Regions from separate parts of the Mus musculus genome. Here region 1 is linked to region 2. Evidence: chromatin contacts called from public HiCAR-type data. All regions are on one chromosome and are shown on one strand. Each heading gives the region's core, a stretch centred on a gene start, on an enhancer-like site or on the middle of the called end of the contact. The rest is flanking DNA. Distances are from core to core; before and after follow the strand shown.

Region 1 (5,566 bases), core at 1,683-4,182, 440 kb before region 2:
GTAAGGAAGGCCATGGGAAGGAAGGCCATGGAAGGAAGGCTCTGGGAAGGAAGGCCATGGGAAGGAAGGTCATGGGGAGGAAGGCCATGGGGAGGAAGGGCATGGGAAGGAAGGCCATGGGGAGGAAGGGCATGGGAAGGAAGGCCATGGGGAGGAAGGGCATGGGAAGGAAGGCCATGGGGAGGAAGGCCATGGGGAGGAAGGGCATGGGAAGGACCATGAGGAGGAAGGCTCTGGGAAGGAAGGCCCTGGGAAGGAAGACTCTGGGAAGCTCAGCACAAAGCTGCTGGTCACTGTAAAGACCACCAACTGCTACAGCGATCAGGTGATCCTTCCGGACCATCTGCCATGTGTCCTGAAGAAGCTTTGGGGCCCTAGCTTTCGAGCTCTGGGATAGGTAACCAAATGCTCAGAAAGCATCTCCATTCTTTAGCCCTCTTTTCTAAGAAGCTGGAGCAGCAGGTGAGGGCAGTGGGACAGGGTCTCCTTCCTTCCCTCTCCTTTCTCTCTCTCTTTCTTTCTCTTTTCATGTTTGTCTTCCTTCATCCTGTTCCCTACCCTCTCCCTCCCACCACCCCATATGACTGACAGTCAAGAAGTCTGTGGACTGATCTGTCAGCCTCCCTCAGTTCTGTATTCTTTGCTCATAGCTCATCTTCCAGTTGTGCCACACACTGGTGAGCAGAGCCTTGAATCAATTATTTCACTATGGGGTGAAAATTGGTGCTTCCCGAATCCTTCCATTCCTTCAACATAATGGGCTAGCATTCTACTGCAAAGAGAAGTTCCCCTTTTGAAAAATAAAAACACACAAAACCCATCTCAACAAATGTTTATACATACCAAGTGTTCCCTGGGTAGCAGCAAGCCTCTTGATGGTCTTGCTGGCATTTGGCACTGTGGGTGGAGTAAGATGCTAGATGTGTACATTCTCCAGGCAGTATAGGTGTTTGACCATGTTGTATTCAATACTCAACACACGTATTTAGTGTCCACCGTGTGTCAGACACTCTTCTGGGAGTTTGAGATACAAGACTGAAGAGAAAAGCCATCACTCTCTTTATAAATACTTCTTCAGAGGCAGCAAGGCAGGAGGCAAGCATTGCAAAGAGACAAACAGAGCTATGCCAGAAAAGAAGGGGGAAAGACCTCAGAAAGAAGGTTGCAGTTTTGGTTGATAGGATTCCTGAGAAGGAAAGGCCAGCAAAGGCTCTCAGAGTTAGGGGTCCAGGTCACACAGATGTTGAAAGAGTGATGGTGTGCCCCCTGCGGGAGAGCTCAAGCTCAGAGTGGGAAGGCTCAGCTGGGAGGATCGGTAGCAGGCCCTGTAGTGTCTGTCCTGGGAGCCACCATCAGGATTATAACTTATACTCTGAATGGCATGGTCACCCACTGGAGGCTTCCAAACATTCTCTCCATCATCAAACCACATCACCAACCCCCCCTCTCCCTGACAATTCTCAGTAAAGGAGTGACTTTGTGTGACTTAACAGGAATTGTTTAGTGGCTGATTATTCCAGTTTCCAGGGAGTAGGTTCACATAAGAAGAAGGACCAAGGGTTTGCAGAGATTAATAAGTGGTGTGTCCCAAGTCGCTGTCTATTAAGGAGTAAAGCCTTCATCCAACTGAGCCCATTAACTATCAGTTTACAAAAGAGCAGACGCACAGACCTCGATAAGAAATGAAGTGGGGTTGGGGGTTATCTATGTTGATGGATGGTGCAGCTCCCTGGCTCCTGGCTTCAGAAGATTTCATCTCCATTTTCTCCTCTGTTTGGCAACGTAAATGCGATCATGCTTAGTGTTGGGCAAGGCTCTGCTATTAATCTTGTCTTTTCTCATTGAGGTGTCTCATCTCTCCAAAAGACGACATTTCTAAGGTTGTAAGTGCAATAAACTCAAAATCCTGGAACACGGCTCTTAAGAAGACAGTTTCACGAGCTGTAAAAAGTCGTCACAGTTTGTCAAGTCAGCAGATCTCCCTTTCGGCCATCTGACGGCACTAATGCCTTTCTTGGAGAGAACACACTATTGTTCCCGTCTTTTGCAAAGGGCTTGGTGGGAAGAACTCTTACACAGAGGACCTTGTGTAGCAACCATTTGCAATCCAGAGAAGAATTTTTTTGATAGTTTTGCATATTTGTTTGGCTTCTTTGTTGTGGGGATAGACCACCTAGAGAATTCCAATGGCAGCTAAAAAATTTTTTTAAAAAAATTTAAAAAGGTAAATTTTAGGGAATAAGGTGAGAAAAGCCAATTTTTCTTTGTTTTTTTTTTTTTTCTGGTGAAATAACTGCAGCAAAAGACAAATGATTTGTGATGTTCTCTGTGTTACACTCAATATCATAATTCATACAGGAGTAACCATGGTTCACTGTAGAAAAGATCTGGTGAAACAACGAATGAGGCCATAGCTGATGGTGTGGAGGAAACGGGAGAGTGCTTTTTGTATTTTAACCATGGGAAATTGAACAGTGTATCTACTATTAAATTCTTAATGTGGAATGCTTTGGCTGAAGTAGGACACTTTCACATACAGTGGAAAGGCCGTATTCTACTCCTAGATACAGTAGGATAGTGTGGGTCCCAGCTCCTTCCAATGGCTAAAACATCCACTTGATGAGTGGTGTGGTCAGAGTGACTTGTTATGCAGATAAGAGCCCAGATACAAACTGTAAGATTAAAGCTGAGACTCATTACAAGGCACCTGGAAAGGAGGCATTCTTTTATATAGCCTGGACTATTAATTTTAGCAAACGTGGCCAATAGTCATAGAGTGTAGCGTCTAACACCCAAGAACCGTGAGTACTTCAAAGTATTGGCTCAGTCTTGCTCCAGCTGATATCAGAAAACAACCTCATTCCACCCTGTCCTTCCCATTGATCATCTCCAGATGTCCTTTGGTCACTGAGGTTGACTAAGCACCAGCTGTACATCTGGTAGGATGCCCGATGATGTCACATGCCCTGAATAGTGTCCAGTGTTGGATCCCTCCCGCCCTGTCACACTAGTGAGTGCCAAGTGAGAGATGAGCATCATCCAGCAGTCAAGATTTCCACCAGGTCTAAGCTACTTTCTTCAAGCCTTGCACAACTCATGGGGTTCTATGGGAGGTCGAATGAGTTCCACTGCTGTGTTTACAATGCATACTACTAACTGCATTTCCATTGTCCACTATATTCATGTCTTGGAAACTCCTGACAAAACGTGGCATTTTAAAAACAATGGTGATCCATCAGCATTGAACAACAAGATTTTAATTTTGCGAAGCACACAGTTTTCAAACCTCTGGGTGCCTGCATAATCTACAGTGGTATTCCAGCTGACCCCAGCTCTGTGCTTTGGGACATTTGCCCGAGTCTCTGTAGAGCATATGCTTTCTCTGTTGCTGAGTTATACACTTACACATGAGGGATGGTGACAGAAAAAATGAAAAGGCTCTCTGTTCTGTAAGCAAACCACTATGTTCTGTAAGAGTAGAAAACTTTGTTACGTTCAGGGAAAGTCCCATAGTTCATAAAACATGGTAATCATACATCTGAACCTGGGTGTTTTGTGCAGCATCAGTTGCCAATGTGTGATAGTACTTTGATCAAAAACTAGCATACACTCTACAATACTCAAATCAGTGAACCTTACTGAATTCTTAGTTCAGAATTAGTAGCATTTTTGAGTTTGAGAGCATAGTAGGTCACTGGGTGATATAAACAGACAACATTGTAGAATCAACTTCCTGGGTCATACAGCTGGCACTAAAGGCACAGGGCTGCCTTCAAGCCCTTCTGTCTCTGAGGCTGCCTTTCACCACCCAGGGCCTTCCAGTGCCACTCCCAGGGATCAGAGAAGTCTGTGATACGAGAACCTCAGAAGTGGGATGGCCTTAGAGAGGCTGTGGTTTTGCTTCCTCATCTCTCAGGTTAGGACAGCAAAATGGCCAAGAGGTAAGTGAAGAGTTCAAGGCTCTTTAGTGCTTTTTTGGTAGTACCAAGTACTACCTATGCCAGTAGAAACCTGTATTGTGATGGTTATCGGATGCTTGTCTTGAAGATTGTGTGACTGAAGAACTGAGTATTCAACTGAAACGTAGCTAGCCAGTAGGGTGGCACTGCTGCTCATCGCATCTGAACATTCTTCCCATCCTATGTTCCGCTTTCTTCTGTTAAGAGGTGGCACATCCAAACCTCCGATATGTCTACTTGCCATAGGGTTGTGTTACATAGCATTAAACACACCAGGAAGTCCAAATAAGAAATGGAAATGCCTCCTGCATCCATGGTTATACAAGTGACATGAGATACATCATGGAAACCAAGTTGTCTGACCTATCTGACACGCTTTGTGAAACCACCATCTCCACAGTCTTTGACACGTCTTTGCATTATTTATCCCCGTGGAGGTGGCATATAGGACAACTTGAGGAAGTCAGTGTTTTCCTTCCACTACGAGGGTTCTAGGGACTGAACTCAGGTTACTGAGTTTGGTAACACGGACCTTTATCCATGGAGACTTCTCCAGGTTTTTAATTTTAAATCTAATTTTCACCTTGCTATCCTGAAATGGATTTGAGTGGCAACAGCAAAAGCCCCTGGCTGCTGAGCCACCTCACTAGCTCTGCTTTCTGTAGTCTCGGTAAGGAGGTTAAAACTGGACTGGATGGCAGCATGCAGCCCTCTGCGTCTTTCTCATTTTAAAAACAATTCCAAACGATCTATAAAATGAAAAGTCACTATTTCTTTCTAAGTCTAACACCTTCATAGTCTACAGAGGTCTGTCGTTGCTGAGGTGTGAGCAGACCTCACTGCTGTGAAACAGGCCAGGCACTGTACTCTCTGCAGGCCCTCGTCACCTCAGAAGCTCACTGAAACGTCTTGACTTGCCTCCTCTGCTCAGTTAGTTTCCACAAATTATTGGGGGGGGGGGAGCCACTGCTGAGTGGAGCTGGGTATGAAGGTGGAGATCTGCCAGCTAGTACACCATCAAGGCTTCCCAGGAAGCTAGCGTGATTCTGAAAGAGCCACTGCTCTCCAGACCACACCACCGACTCCCCACATCAGACAGTCTGCCATGAGGAAGTCAGACGAGACCTTCAGAGAAGCTATTCAAAGGGGAGGGACCGGCTGGCTTCATAGTTTGCTACTGCTCAGTGGCTTCAAAGGCCAACGGTCTCCCTTCACATGATTCGGGAGACAAATGGCCTTTCTTGTCTCTGTAATGTCTGGTCCAGAAGTCTTGTTTTTCATCCTCTGCCTCCTGGGGGTGGGGTGGGGGGGGGAAGGGAGTTTAATTAGACAAAATTATCGTCAGTGAATATCCACTCCCCCCTTTTATTGGCCAAATGACCTCTTCTTAAAATATGTTTGGTGTTCTTTTCTGAACTGAGAATCATCCACCCACAGGGTTATCTGTTCCATATTTTCATCAGAAAGTCAAGGAGGTTTGGCAGTGGAACAGTAAGGTCGGCTCCATTATCTAATTTTGTCTGAGATACTTGGCTTACCAGTGGGGAAGGTGGATGGCTGGGAATCTGTAGGGGAAGCTGTAGCCTTTCTCTCTCTCTTGGGAATCT
Region 2 (6,210 bases), core at 2,342-4,841:
CCCTGACTAAGACAATCACCTAAAAGAATTCAAGCTTCTTTCTTTAATTCAGCCAGAGTGCTGATATATGAAGAGTAGAAAACCCAATACAAAGTGGCAGTGCTTTTCCAGTTCATCCCATGGCGTCCACAGCACTTACAGTCTCCCTTCTTAGGGCACACTCTCCAGTTGCATACTGATGGTAAACTGCAGCCAGATAGGTGGGTAGCGTTACCTTCTGCATGACGTAGGCTTCTGTAACTGCATCCGCAATGATGAAGTGCTGAGTTTAGCAACTGACCTACAAATCTGCCCAATTAACAATGAGCTCTAGCAAGCTGTGTGAGTCATTTAGACGATGCCACTGCCTATGAACCCATTCATTCCCCCAAGTTGCCATCTTAGCCATGTATTGAAAATATGTTTAATGATCAAGTATCAGTTACTATGATTATGCAATATTCTGAAAATATCTCTTTCATTGTAAGAGACTAGAAATTCTACTGGACCAAACAGCCAGAATTAATGATACGCCTTGAAGTCACTTAAGACTTAAGATTGATATCCTACTGTGCACTCGGCCTGCTTAACTTGCCTTTAAGAGCACAATATAACCACCAAACTCATTTGCCTTGGATTTACCATGCAATCAAGTTTTACAACCTAAGCTAATGCATAGCTGCAATCTAAAGTTAGGTGCTCTTTCATGTCCCTGACCCAGAACAGTCACGGGTAGCATTTGCTGAAAGCAGCAAACACAGATGTTGAAAACAATCTTCTAAAGTGAAGCTCCACCACAAATGTTGAACATAACGTATATATTTATATTGGTTGGTAAACAATGGTGTTTGTAATACTGTTTGTTATCTTGGTCAGTTGGGGCCAGTTGGAGTCCCTGACTCAGTCCTTTATAAACTCTGTTAAAGATTTCTATGAAGTATTCCTCAGCCCTTCCCCCATGTGATGTTCTCTGTGCTGTCCAACAAATACAAAGCAAATCCCTTTGTGAGGGACAGACAGACAGACACACACACATACAGTTACACATAGACAGACATTAACACAGACACAGGGACAGATTCACAAGATCCAGGCAAGTACAGATTCAGACTGTACAACAGACAGTGGAGCGAAGACACAGCAAACATAAAGTAGATAATTCAAATCTGGACTCATTCTTGGTTAAATGACTCCAGGGAGACACACTGGAGTCATTTCTTCCTTAATGCTACACTGATGTGTTCTTGGTGACTCAGAGTTAATCACCAATGTGTTTAACCCATGCAGACTATAATCTTTACCACCACTTCCTACCTTAAAGATTCAGGATAAATATAAAATAGGTTAAAAAAAAAAACTTTAAAAGCATTTTCTTCACACACATCCATTAAGAATCTTGAGTCAAATGATAGAATCCTCCACTGGTGGTGGCTCATGCAGGTAAAGGGTTATTACCTTCACAGAGTAAGCAATTGGGCTTATAACTTCATGGTCACAAGCGGCTGACCCAGCTCTAGGTTACATTTGTAATCAAGCAAAGATGAAGGGTCAAGAGCACAGTGTTTTGGGCACCCTTTCATCTGCCATCAGGAGCACAAAAGCTTTCTTGCAAATCTGCCTTCTCCTGTTCCTCCCCACCCCCTTCTTCCCAGCAGACTTCTGCTCAGGTCTCACTGATCAGAACTGGGTTTCTCAGTCATGCTGTCTTAGTTAGGGATGTACTGTTGTGAACAGATACCATGACCAAGGCAACTCTTAAAAGGACAACATTTAATTGGGGCTGGCCTACAGTTTCAGAAGTTCAGTCCATTATCATCAAGGCTGGAGCATGGCAGCATCCAAGCAAATGTGGGGCTAGAGGAGCTGAGAGTGCTACATCTTGTTCCACAGTCAAACAGGCTTCCAGGCAGCTAAGACAAGGGTCTTAAAGTCCACACTCACCGGGCAGTGGTGGCACACGCCTTTAATCCCAGCACTTGAGAGGCAGAGGTAGGCGGATTTCTGATTTCAAGGCCAGCCTGTTCTACAGAGTGAGTTCCAGGACAGCCAGGGCTACACAGAGAAACCCTGTCAGGACAGCCAGGGCTACACAGAGAAACCCTGTCTCAAAAAACCAAAAAAAGAAAAAATAAAAGTCCACACTCACAGTGACACAATTCTCCCAACAAGGCCACACCCACTCCAACAAGGCCACACCTCCAAATAGTGCCACTCCCCGGGCCAAGCATATTCAAAGCACCACCCATACCTAGCTTCAAACTCACTATCCTTATCTTCGGTGACAGATCCCAGTTGGCCTAGAATACTGTCACTGTCCAGGCTGGACATGTTGCTGCCAATATATGAACCAAATCTGAGTGTTCTCTGTAAGGAAAAGCAGACACAAGCTAGCAGCAGAATCTAGCCCTGTTCAGGTCAGTAGTGCTCACCAGAGTTTACACAGCAAAGAGCTGTTAAAGGCGCAGGAGTCAAGATGGGGTTTTGTCAGAGGGAAGGTAGAAAAATGAAAATTGCCTGGAGTCAACTCTCTTCTCTCAGGCAGATTCTTGCTGAGCGTACAAACAGGTCTCAAGCCTGGAGGTTGTACTACCTCTGCACCTCCAGCGGACTGTACAGCTTCTATAGGAATAGGAAATGAGTTGGAGACCAGGAAGCTTGACCCACACAGGCTCTCACTGCTGGACACATTAAACAGTGGTTTGGCTTGCGATTTTTCAACAGTAGATTGGGGAGAATGTGGCGTGCATTCAATATTTTGATTGTTAAATCTGAGTCCTTTCCTAGCCTAGCCATATGAAGTCTAGCCTCTATCTGGAAGTGAGGCCGTATCTGCCACAGCAGCTCCCAATCAGTGGGGCAATAACAAGCAGCAACACCAAGCCACCATAGCCTGAACTTGAAGTTCCTGTGTGAACCAAGGCTTGACCCTACTGTAGGCTGGTGAGCTTCTGAGTTAGGCTGCTTTGCACTACCCCACCCCGACCCCACCGCCAACTCCCTGCAAGCGGGCCTTTTCAAGGACTTGAGGCTTGCTTGCTCTTTCCTTGGTGCACAGTTTAATCCACAGATCTACGGTAGCTTCCTTCGCTCCCTCATTCCAACCTCTGGACTAGCTGAGGTTAATGAGTAAGGGGCTGGTCAGGTCAGGGCTTCCTTTTTGGCAAGGATGACAGAGTCTTCTCCCACAGTGAGTCAGGACATCAGCCCAGGGAGCTGCCAGCAAGGCCAGGCTTGGGAATGCTCCCTAGCCAATGACAAATACAGAAGTCATACTAGATCCTGGAAAAAAAAAAATGAGAATGGTCCACAGGGAGTTCCTCGGGAAGTGGGCTGGGGACTGTTAAACAAGGTTTAAACTGAAGTTAAAGCTCCCCACTTGCACTTCTGGGATAAAATAGAGCACTTTAATCAAGGGCAGTTATAAAGCAGGAAGTTCAATTTGCCTATTGAACTGAAACAAAACAAAACAGCAACTGTGCCTTGTTTGCTCCAAAGCAGCCCGACTACCATTCTAACCTGTGTGCAGAAAACTTGCACAGGAGCATCTAAATGTGTTCATTTTAGATTTTTCTCAACCAAAGTTCTCTCCTTAGAGTCTTTATTGTGGCGGGGGCAGGGAGGGGGAAGTGCTGCCTCTTTAAACAAGCTCTCTCTCCGGGTTTTAAAATGCTCAACTCGTTTCATTTTCTTGATAAAATTTATCTGTGATCAGGACTGAGTCAGACCAAAAATACTTCTATAAGATTTGACCTTTTACTGAAATCCCACATTGAGATAATACACCTAAAATGGTGGTTACCAGTAAGGCTTTTGTTTTTCAAAAGTACATTTAAAATAAATCACTTTTTTTCAAGCAGAAAACTGTTTTGAATTAAGTCCTTCACAGCCGATCAGCCTGAGAGTTCTCGCTCTTTGATTTCCTTTTCATGCAAATTACACCAGGAGAGTTGTGCGTGTGTAGCACTGTCCAAACCACATTTAGCTTTCACATTTACTTCGTGTCCAATTAAGTCTCACAAGTTTACTTGCCTGTAAGACTCTATAAGGATTACATTATTTTTTTTACTCCTAAAACAAAAACAATGCCAGCAAAAGCCATTTTTTATTGTTAGCGAATGAAACATTTTCCAATTTTACAAGGATAATTAATTCTTTGCACTTTTTCTCATGATGATGAAAATACTTTTTATTTTTGTGTGTACTCTTGTTTTTTATTGGCTAAATTTGCTTTTCAACAGTTCCATACCCACATACAACACATTTTGATGACTCTCAACCCTCCCTCCCCCTTACCGCCTTCCTTCCTGTACAGTCCCCACCCGGCTCTGCAGCTCTGCAACAAGTCACTTTCCTATGTCCAGGCCCCTTTGTTTCGTTCAGGGATTTTTAAAGCACGGTTGTCTGTGTGACCGAGAGTTTGGTACTCTCTGTTGGAGCGTACTCTCTGTTGGAGCGTGGTGGGCTCATCGTTGACTGTATGTTGAAAGGCAGTGAGGGCAACAACTTTTCATTCCTTCTGATGAAGTATTTTCATGTATTTTTTTTTCTTAATTCCAACAAACTCTTAAATGCTTTATTATTTAAAGAGTTTTTAAGGGCTTTTCATTTGAAGCTCTGTGACTTATTATAATAGCTACTCACCCCAGCTGTGAGGAGTGCCCACCTGGAGTTTAATCACCTGATTTCTCAGTGAATTCTTGTTTACCCTTGAAATGGGGGGGGGGGAGAGTGGGAGGGAGTGGTGAGGGGGAGACACAATTAATGACAGATTATCTAAAACAAAATCAACTCCAAAATTCCTGTGAGAGGCTATTTGTGTTAGTGGCAGATTTTGCGTTTTCCTTAGCAACTTGCTGTGAACACCTGAGGATAACAAAATTTTGAGCTGAACAGGAAGTCTAGGAAGAAAATCATTATGAAGCAATTACATCTAGTTTTCTAAATCACCATAAAAGGAATGTGCTGCCTCCAGAGTTAGCAGTGGTGAAGTGACAGGTTTTAAAATTGGATCAGAGAAGCAGGATTGGATGGATCTCAGGTAGTAAAGAGCTTCCCTGGCACGCACAAAGCCTTGCCTTCCATCCCCAACACCACAGAAGCCAAGCCAAGTTAGCTCGGGCCTGCAATCCCCACTTTCAGGAAGTAGAAGCAGGATGATAGGTTCAAGGTCATTTTAGCTAGCTGCACAGAGTCTGGCTGGGAAAAGCTAAAGATTTCATCAGCCCAAATGGCTGGTGTAAGCTAGAAAGGAGAATGAGCTGAATGGTGAGAAGCCGGATGGTTAGGCTCAGGGAAAGAGTCTCGGGCACGGTGTAGAGCAGTTAAGCCGCACTGCAACAGGTAGCCACCAAGAAGAGGGAGAATAGAAGAACAATGGAATAGGAAATCTGCTTCCAAGTCACAGGGGACAGCAGCAGCAGGAATGGCCACAGAATCTAAGGAAAGCCAGTCTTTTGTTTTAGGGTTTTGTTATTGTGTATTAGGTATGTCTTGTTTTGTTTATATTGCTGTGGATAAAACTTCTAGACAAGGCTAGCTATCTCAGACCTCAAGTCATCTGACACCTTTCTTTTGGACTAGCCACTGAGCAAAGAGAAAGTTTATCACAGAATAAAGACCATTGTAGCAGGTTTTGCCTCCTGGTCTATTGGACTAGAGATTGTAGGAGCTACACCTTTCATAAGCCAACCCCACAAGAAGGAGTCCCATACGCAGGATGTTCTGCACACCCCAACACTATTTTCCTGTGCTAATGAAAGAGTAGTAAACTCAGTGCTCCAAGGTATGCTAATCATAAAACAGATAGCGACATTCCTCCACCCACCCACTTCCTGGGTTCAAGGAGTATTCATTCAAAGAAAGTCACCCTGACCCACCCTGACCATTGCTGGAACCCGCTTTGCAAAGGTGCTATTGTTAGGGGCTCTTAGAAACTGTCTTAAAAGATAACCTGAATAATGTGACTTTGCACTTCCTTGTGACTCTTAACTGGTATCTTTGGTATCCCACACACACACACAACGCCCTCCCCACTTCCTTGAGTTGTGGTTTCTTCCTTTAAATACCCCCTTATCCAGCTACTCGGGGCGCCATGGTCCTCTACCCCTGCGTGGTGTATGACCATGGGCCCGAGAGCGCTCTTGAATAAAAAATCCTCTTGCAGTTTGCAGCAAGATCGTTTCTTGTGGATGATTTTGGGGTGTCGCCTCTCCTGAGTCAGAACATGGGGGA

Evidence for each region. HiCAR-type assays count read pairs that join an accessible place to other places.
Region 1: a HiCAR-type map of fibro-adipogenic progenitors shows a contact between it and region 2, with 3 times the contacts expected there. The contact joins two enhancer-like sites. A contact is called at or near these places in 2 of 115 datasets of contacts at active chromatin or transcription factors (fibro-adipogenic progenitors and large pre-B cells).

What each region holds. Positions count from the first base shown.
Region 1 is chr14:62,175,102-62,180,667 of GRCm38.p6, reverse strand. No RefSeq gene overlaps it. Among named protein-coding and RNA genes, the nearest start is that of Gm35419, 6.9 kb to the right of the region's middle. Within about 2 kb of position 2,932, at least 17 of the 459 cell types and tissues checked have an H3K27ac peak or open chromatin away from gene starts, as enhancers often do. A contact at or near this core is called in fibro-adipogenic progenitors, where this site is marked.
Region 2 is chr14:61,734,657-61,740,866 of GRCm38.p6, reverse strand. No RefSeq gene overlaps it. Among named protein-coding and RNA genes, the nearest start is that of Gm46480, 31 kb to the right of the region's middle. Within about 2 kb of position 3,591, at least 137 of the 459 cell types and tissues checked have an H3K27ac peak or open chromatin away from gene starts, as enhancers often do. A contact at or near this core is called in fibro-adipogenic progenitors, where this site is marked.